2 separate regions of the Oryctolagus cuniculus genome follow, and region 1 is linked to region 2. A link is a contact called in public Hi-C data. All regions are on one chromosome and are shown on one strand. The core of a region is the stretch at or near the end of the contact, and the rest is flanking DNA. Distances in the headings are between cores, read along the strand shown. Region 1 has its middle 36 kb from the start of LRRC30. Region 2 has its middle 210 kb from the start of LAMA1.

Region 1 (7,711 bases), core at 227-2,726, 270 kb after region 2:
AAAATTACAGTGAAAGAGACCCAGAGGCTAAAATTACACTAAGCCACACCTTGCATAGAGAAATCAAATCAATAAAGATGTGGTAATGCACTGGGAAAGGCTTGGCAGAGAAGAATTCAGAAGAATTCAAGTCCTGAGACTCCAGCGGTAGTTGAATATGAATGCGCGTTAATGGTATTCATTCACAGCCTAATTGCCTTCACTTAACACGTTAGAGGCAAACCATCACCAAAGTCAATTTAAGGATGTAAGCCTCAGAGACTTGGTCCACATGTAGCATTAATCCCCCGTTTTTCACACTCCACCAAATGATCAAAGAGAAGCTCAAGCTTTGAACCAGAGAGGGAAACATTCAAAGTTGTTCAAATTTGCAAGTAGAAATAGAAATCCAATAATCCCAGGCTTGCTAGAGTTTCTCATATAAGTACCCAACAAAAAGGGTTTCAAAGCAACTAGTTTTCATTCACTGAATCTGATGGGTCAAAAAAAAAAAAATAAAAATAAAAAAAAAAAAAAAAAAGGAAAGAAAGAAACTTCCCCTCCGTACTGTGTACAACTTCTGGAATGGGATCTACCTTTGGAGTCCTGGCTACGACAAGCAGAAGCAGTGGTGGTTTGAGGCTATTTCTCTGCCCTTTTCCACGCTCCTGTCCCAGCCAGAGAGAAGGTGGGCAAAGCTCACCATTTTGGCTCAAGGGTCAACTCAGCCCAACCTAGCCTTCTGTGCCTCAGCGTGCCCTTGGTTCTTTGATTCTGGTTTTTTGTTTTTTTGTTTTTGTTTTTGTTTTGTTACGTATGCTTTGAAAAACTGAGCTATGAGGATGAGAAAAGGAAGTGTTTTCCAAAGGCAGCCTCTTTTCAATCACTGTAAATGAGCCTCTGCTGACATAATATAAAAACTGTTAGGATTAAGATAAGGCACTGACGCTGCGGCACAGTGGGTTAAAGCTTTGGGTAAACGGGCTCAAATTTCCCAACAGGGGCTGGTGCTGTGGTGTGGTAGGTTAAGCCTCCACCTGCCGTGCTGGCAATGTTAGGAAACTGGCGCAGTTTTAGCCAGGTGGCCGCATGGCCCAGCTACCTGAGCCAGGCTCCACCCCACATTAATATATAACAGGCAAGGCATATGGGTGCCAGTTTGAGTCTCTGCTGCTCCACTTCTGATCCAGCTCTCTGCTGTGGCCTGGGAAAGCAGTAGAAGATGGCCCAAGTCCTTGGGCCCCTGCACCCATGTGGGAGACCCAGAAGAAGCTCCTGGCTCCTGGCTTCTGATCAGCTCAGCTCTGGCCGCTGCAGTATTTGGAGAGTGAACCAGCAGATGAAAGACCTCTCTTTCTCTCTGGCTCTACCTCTCTCTATAACTCTGTCTTTCAAATAAATAAAATAAATCTTAAAAAGAAAGATTAAGATGAGAAGGGGCCGACTCTGTGGCATAGCAGGTAAGGCTGCCCGCAGGGCCGGTATTTCATATGGGCTCTAGTTCTAATCCTGGCTGCTCTGCTTCTGACCCAGCTCGCTGCTGATGGCTTGAGAAAGCAGCAGAAGACGGCTCAAGTGCTTAGGCCCTTGCACCCATGTGGGAGACCCGGAAATCGCTCCTGGCTCCTCCCAGTTTCGGCCACTGTGGCCATCTGGGAAGTGAACCAGCAGATGGAAGATCTCTCTCTCTCTCTCTCTCTCTCTCTCTCTCTCTTCCTTTCTGTAACTCTGCCTTTCAAATAAATAAATAAATAAATAAATCTTATTTTTAAAAAAGACAATAAAACGGTTGACGGGCCAGCATTCAGGTGTAGCAGGTTAAGCCACTGCCTGGGACTGTAGCTTCCCATAGGGCTGCAGGTTCGAGTCCCAGCTGAGGCACTTCCCATCCAGCTCCCTGCTAATGGCCTGGGAAAGCAGTGGAAGATGGCCCAAGTACCTGGGAACCTGCCACCTACATGGGAGACCCAAATGGAGTTCTAGATTCCTGGCTTTGGCCTTGGCCATTTCCTGCCATTGTGGCCATTTGGGAAGTGAACCAGCAGATGGAAGATCTCTGTCTCTCTCTTACTCTGTAACTCTGCCTTTCAAATAAATAACTAAGTCTTAAAAAAAAAGTTGAAAAGTTTCACACTAGTACTTAGAAAGGATTAGCAAAATGAAAGATAGTCTAAAGAAATCACCCACACTCCAACACCTGAGACTAGTAATGGAAGGAGGACAGAGAGGTTATGAGATGTGAGAGCTTGGAGGAAAAAAACCAGCACATGAATGGGCCAAAGGTAATGCTTGAGCTGTGGATAAAAGGCTTCAGTTCACAGATGAACTAAATCCAGCAGTCTCTAAGCATAACTAAAAGAAAGAGAAATCCAGGCTTAGTTATATCACAGTGAAACAAGGCGAAGAGATCTTTCAAAACTCTATTCACTACAGTAGAATGGCATGTAATCTGAGATCTGCTTTTCACTGGCAATAGTGGGAGGTCCAGGTCCCTGAAACAGGATTTATTTTCAAAGTGCTTAAAAAAAGCAGACTTACAACCATATTCTTGGTGAAAATACCTATTAGAGATGAGTATAAAATGAAATCATTTTCAAATTAATACAAACAGATTTCCGGTCACCCAAATTTGTTAAGGAAATTCTGAAGGGTGTCATCGCACAAAAAGGAAGGTGAGGGGCTAGTGCTGTGGTGTAGCAGATAAAGTCGCCTCCTTTGGTGCCTGCATCCCATACAGGCGCCAGTTTGAGACCTGGCTGCTCTACTTCCTGTCCAGCTCTCTGCTATGGCCTGGGAAAGCAGTAGAAGATGGCCCAGGTCCTGGGGCCCCTGCACCCACATGGGAGACCCGGAAGAAGCTCCTGGCTCCTGGCTTCAGATGGGCTCAGCTCCGGCCACTGCAGCCAATTGGGGAGTGAACCAGTGGATGGAAGACCTCTCTCTATCTCTCTTTCTGCTTCTCCTCCTCTCAGTATAACTGTGACTTTCAAGTAAAATAAATAAATCTTAAAAAAAAAAAAAAAAGAAAAGGAAGGTGAGTCCAAAATGTGGGACTGAAATGCAAGAATGGATGTGGAGAAAGGATAGCTCCATGCTGGTATTCACTACAGAACAATGTGAATGAATCCTGTAGGATTAAACAAGGCAAGGAAGCACAAAAACACAGTGCAAAGGAGGAGTCAGCAGATTAAGAGTGCTTCAGATTCCTTGCATCACTCAGGAAAAGTGTAAAGAGATTGGTGGACTCTAAACTTAGCTAAATTACACACTCATGTTAAGAGTTCTGGGGTGGCCACGACGTGTCACTCATGTGCTAGAGACTTTCCTCAAGGTCTCTGACTTAATAAACTCCAGACCTATATAAGGGTTCTTTGAAAGATTCATAGGAAACATATGTTGCAGAATAACTTCAAACATGGATTTCAATTTTTTTACACCAAAATGAACTCATACTGATCTGCTATAACATGTCTGAACAGGATCTAGTTTGAGGCACTAAGAAGAATAAGACATCAATTGAGAAAGAGCCACTATCATGGTGACATGAATTCTGCTCAAACTGGAGTGTGAACAAACATCAGATTTATAGTGCAATGTGGGTGGAAAATGGTGAGATCATTGACGCTGTGCAGAGAGCTTATGGGTGCAAGGCTCCAAAGACATCAGCCATTTTTAAATGGATAATTCATTTTTAGAAAGAACAAGGCACAAGGCAATGTCAAAGATGCAGGTCACAGTGGCAGGCCACCCATATCCATTTTCTTTTTGAAAATAGTTCATTTTATTTATTTGAAAAGGGAGGGGTGGAGGGATATAGGGAGGGAGATCTTCCATCCACTGGTTCAAGGAAGAAATTAATCTTGTTCTTGCACTGGTTGAAGAGGACCAGCAATTAACAGCTGGAACAATAGCCAACATCACAGACATCTCTGTTAGTTTAGCTTACACACTTCTGATTGAAAAATTAAAATGGAGCAAACCTTCTGCTTGAGAGGGCTACATCCTAGTGCCCCCAGGGCACCTAAGACAAGAGCTGAGATTTCCATGGAAATTTGAAAGAAGCAGGGCAGAGATCCTGAAGCATTTCTTTCAAGAAGTGTGGCAGGAGATAAAATGTAGCTTTACGAGTAAGGTCCTGGATACAAAGCATGATCAAAGCAGTGGCTACCAAGAGGTGGACGTGTGTGGTCAAAGCTCAAGCAGCAGGTCAAGGGCAAAGGTCATGGCATCTGGGATGCTCAAGACATGTTTCCTGCTGACTCTCTGGAGTGGCAAAGAACACTGCGTTTGCTGCTTATGAATATGTTTTGAGAAACTTTGGCAGAGCTTCAGCAGTGAAAGACTTGGAAAACCTTCCCCAGAGAGTTCTTCTCCGTCCTGGCAAGGCTCCTGCTCCTTCCCTGCGTCAAACAAGGGCAATTTTGTGAGCTTCAGTTGGAAAGCATTAGGTATCCACCTGACAGTCTTTATTTGTCTCCTCCTGGCTTCCCCCTAATCTTAAGAACATCCATTTTTCTTTAGTTAACACCAATAAAATAGACTTCATGAACATGATTAAATTCCCAGCACACAGACTTCTTTTGGGGTGGACTAAATGACTGATATCATTGCTTATCATGTTTCTTGAACTTGATGGAGGTTATAATGAGAAATAAGGTTCATATTTTTATCTTTTACTCCTATGTCCATGAACTTTTTGAAGTCCACTTGTGTGTTGAGTTATTTGGTTGACTTCTCTACTTCATGTCCGTCAGACAATTCAAGCTTAGTATGTCTTGAACTTCTGGTGTGACCTCTATACTCAAAAAACAAAGAAACAACAAATAAAACAAACAAAACCTGGCCCACCTGTAAGCTTTTCTGTTTCATTTGTTGGCAACTCCATCTTTCCAGTTGCTTTATACAAACACCTTTTCTTCAATCCATTAGAAAGTGTAGGTAACACTATCCTAAAACTCTTTCCAGACCATGTCCTATCATACCCTAACCCTCCAGCCTCCTGCTCTGAGCCACAATTCATCATTTCCCACCTGGACTCTATCTGCCTCTCCATCTTTAATCATTGGCTCTTAAGACTCAATTTTTCTTATAGGGTCCAGGGTGATACTTTTTTTATAAGATGTGCTTCATTTTATTTTTAAAGAGATTTATTTCTTTAAAGAGCAGAGTGACAGAGAGAAAGGGATGATGGAGAAAGAGAGAGATAGAGATAGAGATAGAGATAGAGATAGAGATAGAGATAGAGATAGAACTTCCATCTGCTGGTGCATTTCCCAAGTGCCTACAACAACCAGGGCTGAGTCAGGCCAAAACCAGGAGCCAGGAATTCCATTCTGATCTTCCACATGGGTGACATATTCTGCAGCTTTCCCAGGTGCATTATCAGGAAGCTGGATCAGAAGTGGAGCAGCCAGGACCCAAACCAGCACTGTGATACAAGATGGCATTGCAAGAGGCAGCTTAATCTGCTGCACCACAATGCCAGCCCCTGTTTAATTTCATTTTAGATTGACATGTAATATTTCTATATATTTACAGGAAAGAACACTATAATTCAGTACATGTATACAATATGTAATGAGCAAGTCAGGATAAATAGTATTTCCATCTACTTAAATATTTACCATTTTTGTAAATTGGAAAATGTTGAATTTTCTCATTATTTTGAAGTATATCATAAGTTGTACACTATATTTACCTAACTGTGCTATAGGGAATTGCTCCTATCTAACTGCAATTTGGTGGCCATTGTCTAACCTATCTTCCCGCTCCTCTCCCCTCCCAGCCTCTAGTGGCTGCTATACTCTCCTCTTCCATGAGGTCCACCCTTCTGTTGAGTGAGATCACATGGTATTTATTTGTCCCTTGGCGCCTGGATGACTTAATTTAACATCATGTCCTCCAGTTCCATCCGTGTTGTCACAAACTACAAGATCCCACCCATTTCAAGGCTGAACAGTAGTCCATTGTGGATATAAACCACATTGGTTTTTAAAATGTCTGCCCCCTGCTCAAAAATCTGAAAACACTTCTCATTTCACCCAAAGTCATAGTCTGGGTCCTTACAACGGTCCTTCCACTACACCCCAGGCTGCCTCCTGCCTCCCCCACTGCCCTCCCAGCACCTCTCCAACTCCACGTCCTACACTCCCTACCAGCTTCCTTAATTAGTGATCCTGTTCTTTGAATGTTCCTGCTGCCTTAAAGCTCCTCTCTCATACACTCACTTGGCTAAACCCCTCAGCACCCTTTCTGTCACTCTGCCTTTCAAATAAATAAATAAAATATTTAAAAAATTAATATGGATCCAATTCACATCTGTGGCTCAGAGCCCCCATGAACAAATGACAACACGGGGCTGGTGCTGTGGCGTAGTGGGCTAAACCTCTGGCTGCAGTGCCAGCATCCCATACAGGCGCTGTGGGGAGCAACCCGGACTGGATTAAGTTACTGGAATTAAGACTTATTCTATGCATCTGCTCTCCCACAATATGGTGCTGGGAGAGGAGAAAACAGCTTCTACGCAGCTGCCTCTTGCCAACTTGAGTGATGACCTCCAGGAGCTGATCCTGCTCCTGATTGGAGGAGAGCAGCGTACTCGGCGTGTGGGCAGCCGAGTTAGGATTGGCGGAGGAGGACTATAAAGGAGGAGAGAGATGGCATGCACCAGGAACATCTAAGGGGAACATCTAAGGGGAACACCTGTGCAGCCCCCGAGAGAGCCGGCCGGCGGTGTGCCGCTCCCCCGCGGAAGTGGGGAATGTGGCAGGGGGAACTGCCCTTCCACGGAGGTGGAAGGGACAGCAGCAAACCCGGGAAGAACCAGCAGCAAACCCGGGGAGGGCCGAGCAGACGAAAGAACAGCGCAGGGTCTTGTGTCGTTCCTCCACGAAGACGGGGAGCGACAAGGCGCAGGTTCATGAACCTGTGGGCCACTCAGACTGGGGGACAGAGAAAGAAAGGCTCACATTGAGTGCAGGTCAGAGTTGCCACCAGGGTGCTCTGGACAACAGGCAAGTAGAGGAATCCCCTAATGGCCAAGAGGAGGGAGAGCGGCTGTTACGCGCCAGGGCAGGGTCAATGGAGGGCATGCAGGCGATCCAAGTGGACATGGAGTCAGAACTGAGAACCGATACATGGGCAACCCTGCACTAACAAGAGGGAACTGGCAGGAGTGCAGTCTCCTTGGGAGTGAGTTTGGGTCGCAGCCCCAAGTAAGCCAGCAGATAGGCTGAGGTGATAGTTGAGGACGAGAGGAATGGAGAATTGATAGCGCAAGCAGCTGAACACCAGCAATGACTCCAAGATGAACTTCAGTCCCTGGAGGCCTTGGCCTACCAGGCCCTGTATTCTAAGTTTCCCCTGAGGAGGAGCCACAGGTGCACTGCTCATCCTTCTAGGCTCAGGGGACACAGGTGCACTGCTCATCCTTTTAGGCTCAGGGGACACAGGTGCACTGCTCATCCTTCTAGGCTCAGGGGACACAGGTGCACTGCTTCTGAACCTGAGTGGACAAGTGTCTGTGTAGCAGCAGGACTGCACCAAGGATGCCCTCCCAGCTGCCACTGGCCAGCAGGCCGCCGCCCTTCCTGTGCTCTGAACTCCATCGCTGCCGACACCCGGGCTGCTCTCACCAGTGACGGAGTCGGGCCAGGCTGTTAAGGCAAGCACCCTCTCAGCAGCCGGCAGCCGAGGGCCACCTGGAGTGGTGGCTGCGGCCTGGGGCTTCCCC
Region 2 (7,640 bases), core at 3,436-5,935:
TTCTGTATATTAAGATAATCGAAAATGAATCTTGATGTGAATGGAAGGGGAGAGGGAGTGGGAAAGGGGAGGGTTGTGGGTGGGAGGGACGGTATGGGGGGGAAAGCCATTGTAACCCATGAGTCGTACTTTGGAAATTTATATTCATTAAATAAAAGATAAAAAAAAATTATGCAACTGATAAAGGATTAATAACCAGAATTTACAAAGAGATCAAGAAACTCCACAACAACAAAACAAATGTTTTAAGAGATGGGTCAAGGACTGAAACAGACATTTTTCAAAAGAGGAAATCCAAATGGCCAACAGACACATGAAAAAATGTTCAGGATCACTAGTCATCAAAGAAATGCAAATCAAAACAACAATGAGGTTTCACCTCACTCTGGTTAGCATGGCTTTCATACAGAAATCAACAAACAACAAATGCTGGCGAGGATGTGGGGGAAAAGGCACACTAATCCACTGTTGGTAGGAATGCAAACTGGGAAAGCCACTATGAAACACAGTTTGGAGATTCCTCAGAAACCTGACTATAGCCCTACCATACAACCCAGCCATCCCACTCCTTGGAATTTACCCAAGGGAAATTAAATTGGCGAATAAAAGATCTATCTGCATCTCCATGTTTCTTGCAGCTCAATTCACAATAGCTAAGACCTGGAATGAACCCAAATGCCCATCAACAGTAGACTGGATAAAGAAATTATATGATATGTACTCTATAGAATACTATACAGCAGTCAAAAACAATGAAATCTGTTCATTTGCAACAAAATGGAGGAATCTGGAAAACATCATGCTGAGTGAAATAAGCCAGTCTCAGAGGGGCAAATATCATATGTTCTCCCTGATCGGTGACAACTAACTGAGCACCAAAAAGGAAACCTGTAGAAGTGAAATGGACACTATGAGAAATAGTGACTTGATCAGCCCTTGTCCTGACTGTTGAGGAACAGCTATTTTATTCTTTTTAATATTTTCTTTTTCTACTTAATACCATTATTTGAACTCTTTACTTAACACAGAATTATTCTTAGGTGTTTAAATCCAATTGAAAATTGATCCCTGTAAAAAATAAGAGTGGGAATAAGAGAGGGAGGAGATGTACAGTTCAGCACACATTCCTCAGGCTTACCTCTAAGGGTAAAGCTAAAACCTTGCCATAGGACTCTTAATCCCATTTGGTTGGCAGGTGCCAATGGCATCTTACTGGTTAAAGTGATCAGTTTAAGTTCATAACTGATCATAAAAATAGGATTAAGTGTCATAGGATTAAAGTGTCACATAAATAAAACCAGTGTCTGCTAATACTAACTGATAGAATTAAAAAGGAGAGAACGACTCAACATGGGAAGTGGGATACACAGCAGACTCATAGAATAGCAGATGCCCTAAACAACACTCTTCCCTAGAATCAGCCCTCAAGGCATTCAGATCTGGCTGAAAAGCCCATGAGGGCATTTCAGTCATGGAAAGCCAAGACAGTGTGGGGGGAAAAAAAAATGACCTCCACGAAAGATATCTGTGAGTGAGATCCCTGTGGAAAGAAAGGGCCATCAAAGAAGGAGGTACCTTTCTCTGAGGGAAGAGAGAACTTCTACTTTGATTATGGCCTTGTCCACATATGAACAGAGTTTGTGGATTCAAGAGGCTTCCTTAGCCTTGGCAGCTCATGACAAGAGCCTTGAATGATTACTGACGTCATACTTAAGAGTGTCAATTGTTAAATCAACAACAGGAGTCACTGTGCACTTGCTCCCCATGTAGGACCTCTGTCCTTAATGTGTTGTACTTTGAGAATTAACAGTAAAACTGTCTTCAGACAGTACTTTATACTTTATGTGTCTGTGTGGGTTCAAACTGTTGAATCTTTACTTAATATAGAGTTGATATTATGTATATAAGGATAATTAAAAATGAATTTTAATGAAGAATGCCATGGGGGAGGGAGTAGGAGGTGGTATGGTTTCGGGGTTGGTGTGGGGGTATGAGGAGGAAGAACCACTATAATCCAAAAGCTGTACTTAAGAAATTTATATTTATTAAATAAAAGCTTTCTATAAAAAAGTTAAAAAATAAATAAAACATGTACGTATCTCAAAAAAAAAAAAAAAAAAGAAAGAGTTACACAGAGAGAGAAAGAGAAGCAGAGAGAGAGAGAGAGATAGAGGTCTTCCATCCACTTGGCCACAACTACAGGAGCTGCACCGATCCAAAGCCAAGAGCCAAGAGCTTCTTCCAGGCCTTCCCATGAGGGTGCAGGGGTCCAAGGACTTGGGGCATCTGCTGCTGCTTTCCCAAGCCATAGTAGAGCGCTGGATTGGAAGTGGAGCAGCTGGTCTCGAACCAGTGCCCATAGGGAATGTTGTCTTTAGCCACTATGCCATAGCGCTGGCCCCTGGAAAGTAAATTATTAAGAATTCATAAAGTATTTATGAGAACATTTAACAAAATACTTGAAACTGTAAAATAGTTTCATAAAAATTAAAGAACAGCTCAATAAATATGTAGATTATACCATGCTCTGAACTGGAAGAGATGGATTTAAAAATTAGCAAAATATCAGTTCTTTACAAATAGTTCTATATATTCAAGACCATCCCCCTCATAACGTCAGGAGGGTGGTTTGGGCAGAAATTGACAGACTAATAAAATTTATATGGAAATACGATTCACCTATAATATCTAAAGTCATTTAAAAAAAAAAAAAAAGCAATGTTGTTAGCTGGTGCCGCGGCTCAATAGGCTGATCCTCCGCCTTGTGGCGCCCGCACACCGAGTTCTAGTCCTGGTCAGGGCGCCGGATTCTGTCCCGGTTGCCCCTCTTCCAGGCCAGCTCTCTGCTGTGGCCAGGGAGTACAGTGGAGGATGGCCCAAGTCCTTGGGCCCTGCACCCCATGGGAGACCAGGAGAAGCACCTGGCTCCTGCCATCGGATCAACGCGGTGCGCAGGCCGCAGCGCGCCGGCCGCGGCGGCCATTGGAGGGTGAACCAACAGCAAAAGGAAGATCTTTGTCTCTCTCTCACTGTCCACTCTGCCTGTCAAAAAAAAAAAAAAAAAAAAAAGCAATGCTGTGTAACTTTGAATGAATGATTCCAAGACTTACTCTAGGTGTTGACACTGTGGTGCAGCGGGTTAAGCTGCTGTCTGCAGTGTCAGCATCCCATAGGGGTACCAGTTCAAGTCCTGGCTGCTTCACTTCCAATCCAGCTTCCTGCTAATGCACCTGGGAAATTAGTGGAGGATGACCCAAGTGCTTGAGCTCCTGAACCCACATGGGAGACCCAGGTGAAGCTCCTGGCTCCTGGTTTTGGCACAGCCCAGCCCTGGCCATTTCAGCCATTTGGGAAGTGAGCCAGCAGATAGAAGATTCTTTCTCTCTCTCTCTCTCTCTCTCTCTCTACCTCTCTCTCTTTTTTTTTTTTTTTTTTTTTTTTTTTGGACAGGCAGAGTGGACAGTGAGAGAGAGACAGAGAGAGAAAGGTCTTCCTTTGCCGTTGGTTCACCCTCCAATGGCCGCCGCTGCAGCCGGCGCACCGCGCTGATCCTGGCAGGAGCCAGGAGCCAGGTGCTTTTCCTGGTCTCCCATGGGGTGCAGGGCCCAAGCACCTGGGCCATCCTCCACTGCACTCCCTGGCCATAGCAGAGAGCTGGCCTGGAAGAGGGGCGACCGGGACAGAATCCGGCGCCCCAACCGGGACTAGAACCCGGTGTGCCGGCGCCGCAAGGTGGAGGATTAGCCTATTGAGCCACGGCGCCGGCTTCTCTACCTCTCTCTACCTCTCTGCCTCTGCCTCTCTCTCTTTCCTCTGCCTCTCCTCTCTGTAACTCTGCCTTTCAAATAAATAAGTAAATAAAAAAAAAAAAGTTACTATAGAGCCACAGCTATTAAGACAGCACAACAGAATAAAAACAAGTACTTCAGTGACACAGAACAGATTCATAAAAATAGTAACCCAGTGGGGAAAGGCAGCTCCTTTCAACAGCTGATATTAGAACCTCTGGATATCTATATGGCAAAAAGGCAAGGTTATCCTCTCACATGGTACACACACACACACACACACACGGACACACGGATCATAGAGGTACCTAAAACCATGAGACTTTCAGAAGAAAACAAACGAGATAGCCTTGGAATTAGGAGTAAACAGAGATTTCCCAGAAACAAAAAGCAACAAATATATAAAACTGATTAATTAGACTTTAACAAGATCTAAAACTGCTGCTTATCCAGAGACCGTTAAGAATCCATACAAACCAACCACAATTAAAGAGAAATTGGTAAACTATGTGAGGTCTGACAAAGGACAGACAAAGGACAGATAGGATACATGAAGAACTCATTAATAAAAAGACAACTCCATTTTAAAAGACCGGAAGACTTGGACAATTTACAAAAGAAATGGAAATGGTCAATAAGCACATGAGAAAAAATTCAACATTATGAGACATTAGAGAAATGCAAACCAAAATCACAAGAAGATGCCACCACATGCCAATCAGAATAGTTGAAACGTTTTTTTCAAAGATTTATTTGCTTATTTGAAAGGCAGAGTGACACACGGAGAGTAACAGTGAGAGTGAGAGCAAGAGCGAGAGAGGAAGAGAGCTCCCATCTGCTGATAGCTTCAACATTTGGGGCTGAGCCAGGCCAAAGCCAGGAGCCAAGAACTCCATCGAGCTAGTCCGCTCATGTAGGTGGCAATCCAAGCGCTTGAGTCATCATGCCCTACTTTCCAGCACTTCGGCGGGGAGCTGCATCAGAAACAGAAGCCAGGACCTGATCCAGCACTGCAGCATGGGATGTGTGCATTCCAAGCAGCGGCTTAGCATGCTGCACCACCACGCCTGGCCCCGGAATGGTTAAAATCTAACGGACTTACCATTGTATGTGTGGAAGAACCAGAGCTCTTAGACACTATTGGTCACCACATAAAATGGTAGTCTCTTTGGAAAAGGGTCCAGAAGTTTCTTATCAAATTAATCAAGCAAATACCTTATATCAGCAATTTTTAAGTATTTACCTCACAGGAAACATGGTCACAAAAACACCTCTGTAAAGGATGATTATAGCCATTTTACTTAGAATAATACTGGGAACATGCAGTGTCCATCAATAATAACTGTGGCATATTCCAAAAAAATCATTACTCAGCAATAAAAAGCAATAAACTGATAGAGGCAACAGCATGAATGAATCTCAGAAACATTATGCTGAGTGGAAAAAAGCCAGGCTAAAAGACAACATACTGTGTAATTCTATTTGTATGAAACGCTAAGGTAAAACTAAACAATGATGGGGAAAAAAAAAAAAACAGAACAATGGTTGCCTCTATGGGGATGGATAAGGAGACTGGAGGGGGCACGAGGCAGCTTCCTGGGGAATGGACATGTTCTGCATTTTCTCAGTCAGGACCACTGGCCACGTGGGCCTTCCCAGCGCTCGAAATGTGACTGGTAGGTCCAGGTTGTGAAGACTTCGTAGGGACGAAAAGTATAAAATATCTCATTAGTAGTATTTTACTTTGATTACTTATTAAGTTCTTATTTAGATAACTGGCTTAACTGGTATATGAGTAAAATAAATTTTAGCAGTTTCCCTTTGCTCTTTTAATGTGGCTACTAGAAAATTTCAAATTATATAGATGGCTGTATTATATTTCTGTGGTAGAGTAGTCTGTATTTTGAAATGTTTTGGGTCACACTTCACACACTTCAGAACTGAATGCATATCAACTTAATATTTATTTATTTCATTGTGTGAAAACTCAGAAGGAAAAAGAATCTGTAAATAATATGTAAATACTGAATTTCTGGTAATGTTATTCATACTGAAATACTGGGCGGGGAGGGGAGTATACTGGTGTCTGAACTCATTTTACAATGTGTTTAAAAATAAGATTGGCTGGCGCCGCAGCTTACTAGGCTAATCCTCTGCCTTGCAGTGCTGGCACACCGGGTTCTAGTCCTGGTCGGGGTGCCGGATTCTGTCCCAGTTGCTCCTCTTCCAGGCCAGCTCTCTGCTGTGGCCAGGGAGTGCAGTGGAGGATGGCCCAAGTGCTTGGGCCCTGCACCCCATGGGAGACCAGGAGAAGCACCTGGCTCCTGCCTTCGGATCAGCGCGATGCCCCGGCTGCAGCACGCCGGCTGCGGCGGCCATTGGAGGGTGAACCAACGGCAAAAGGAAGACTTTTCTCTCTGTCTCTCTCTTACTATCCACTCTGCCTGTCAAAAAAAAATTAAAAAAAAAAATAAGATAGATTGATGAATGGACAGAAGGAAGGATAGGTGACTCTGTCAGGCCAAATGCAGTGTGCTAGGATGCCACAGACCAGCAGCGTTCAATATGATATTCACTATGCCGACAATTTTCCATAATAAGTTTCTGAAAAGAGGATCCTTACAATGAACATGATACTTATCATAATGGTAATATACCAAATATTTTCTTCTTAATACAGAGATATTCAGTTGGGGGTGGTTTTCTCCAGAATGGATACTTGTTCTATCTAGAAACATCTAAAAGAGCACCTTCCCAGCAATCAGTTGTCATCACTGGGGAGTGCGAAGCTGCTCGCTAGCAGGAGAGAAGCCAGGAAAGCTGATAAACACGCCAGGATGCAAGAAAGCCCAGCCAGGAAATATCTTGTCCCGAACACCCTGGCTCGAGGTGGAGACGCCTGCCTGAGATCACAAGGCAAGAGTGTCTTCTCCTGCTGTTTCTTCTCGAAGCGGTGTAGATCCTAGCTAGTGCCGTAAGCCAAGACAGTGAGGCAAGCGAGAAGAAAGGAAATGAAGCACTAAAAGGAAGAAGGAAAGCTGCGTAATTTGCAGATGATATGACTAGATGATTCGGTAAAGAAAACCATAAAGAGTCTGTTGCTGCCGTTACTAGAATGAATAAGCACATCTGGCCAGGTCGCAGGATACGAGGCCAATCACAAAAATCAATTGTGTTCCTCATATTAGCCAATGATAATTTGGAAAGCACATTATAAAAACAACACCATTTTTAACAGCATCAACAAATATAAAATATCTAAAAATAAATTTAATGAAATATTTAATTGCTAAATACTGAAAACTACAAACATTATCCTGGGAAGCATTTAAATAAGAACTAAACAAGTGGAGAGGGATTTCATGTTCATGAGTTAGAAGATCCAACAATGCTAAGGATGTGAATTCTCCCGTAAATAGAACTGAAGATACAATGAAATCTCAGTCCAAATCCTAGCAGTCTTTTCTCTATAGAAATAGAAAAGCTGATTTTAAGATTTATATGGACGGCCGGACACTGTGGCACAGCAGCTCATCTGCCATTGGGAATGCCTGTATCCCATATTGGAGTGCCAGTCTGAGTCCCAGCTACTCTGCTTTCCATCCAGCTTCTTGCTAACGCACCCTTAGAAGCAGCAGATGATGGCCCAAATGCTTGGGCCCCTAATACTGACTTGAGAAACCCAGATGGAGTTCCAGGTTGCTGGATTTGCCCTGGCCCAGCCTTGGTGGTTGAAGGCATTTGGGGAGTGGCCCAGGAGATGGAAACTTGCTCTCTCTCTTCCCCTCTCTTTCTCTGTTGCTCTGCCTTCCCAAGTAGAAAATATATATGGAAATTCAAAGGATTAAAAAA

The links. A called contact is a pair of places that touch in the nucleus more often than the background predicts.
Region 1: a Hi-C map of an unstated tissue shows a contact between it and region 2, with 3 times the contacts expected there. The contact joins two enhancer-like sites. A contact is called at or near these places in 3 of 6 Hi-C or Micro-C datasets (ear pinna, psoas muscle and an unstated tissue).

What each region holds. Positions count from the first base shown.
Region 1 is chr10:64,334,190-64,341,900 of mOryCun1.1, forward strand. No RefSeq gene overlaps it. Among named protein-coding and RNA genes, the nearest start is that of LRRC30, 36 kb to the right of the region's middle. Within about 2 kb of position 1,477, at least 1 of the 8 cell types and tissues checked has an H3K27ac peak or open chromatin away from gene starts, as enhancers often do.
Region 2 is chr10:64,057,311-64,064,950 of mOryCun1.1, forward strand. No RefSeq gene overlaps it. Among named protein-coding and RNA genes, the nearest start is that of LAMA1, 210 kb to the right of the region's middle. Within about 2 kb of position 4,686, at least 2 of the 8 cell types and tissues checked have an H3K27ac peak or open chromatin away from gene starts, as enhancers often do.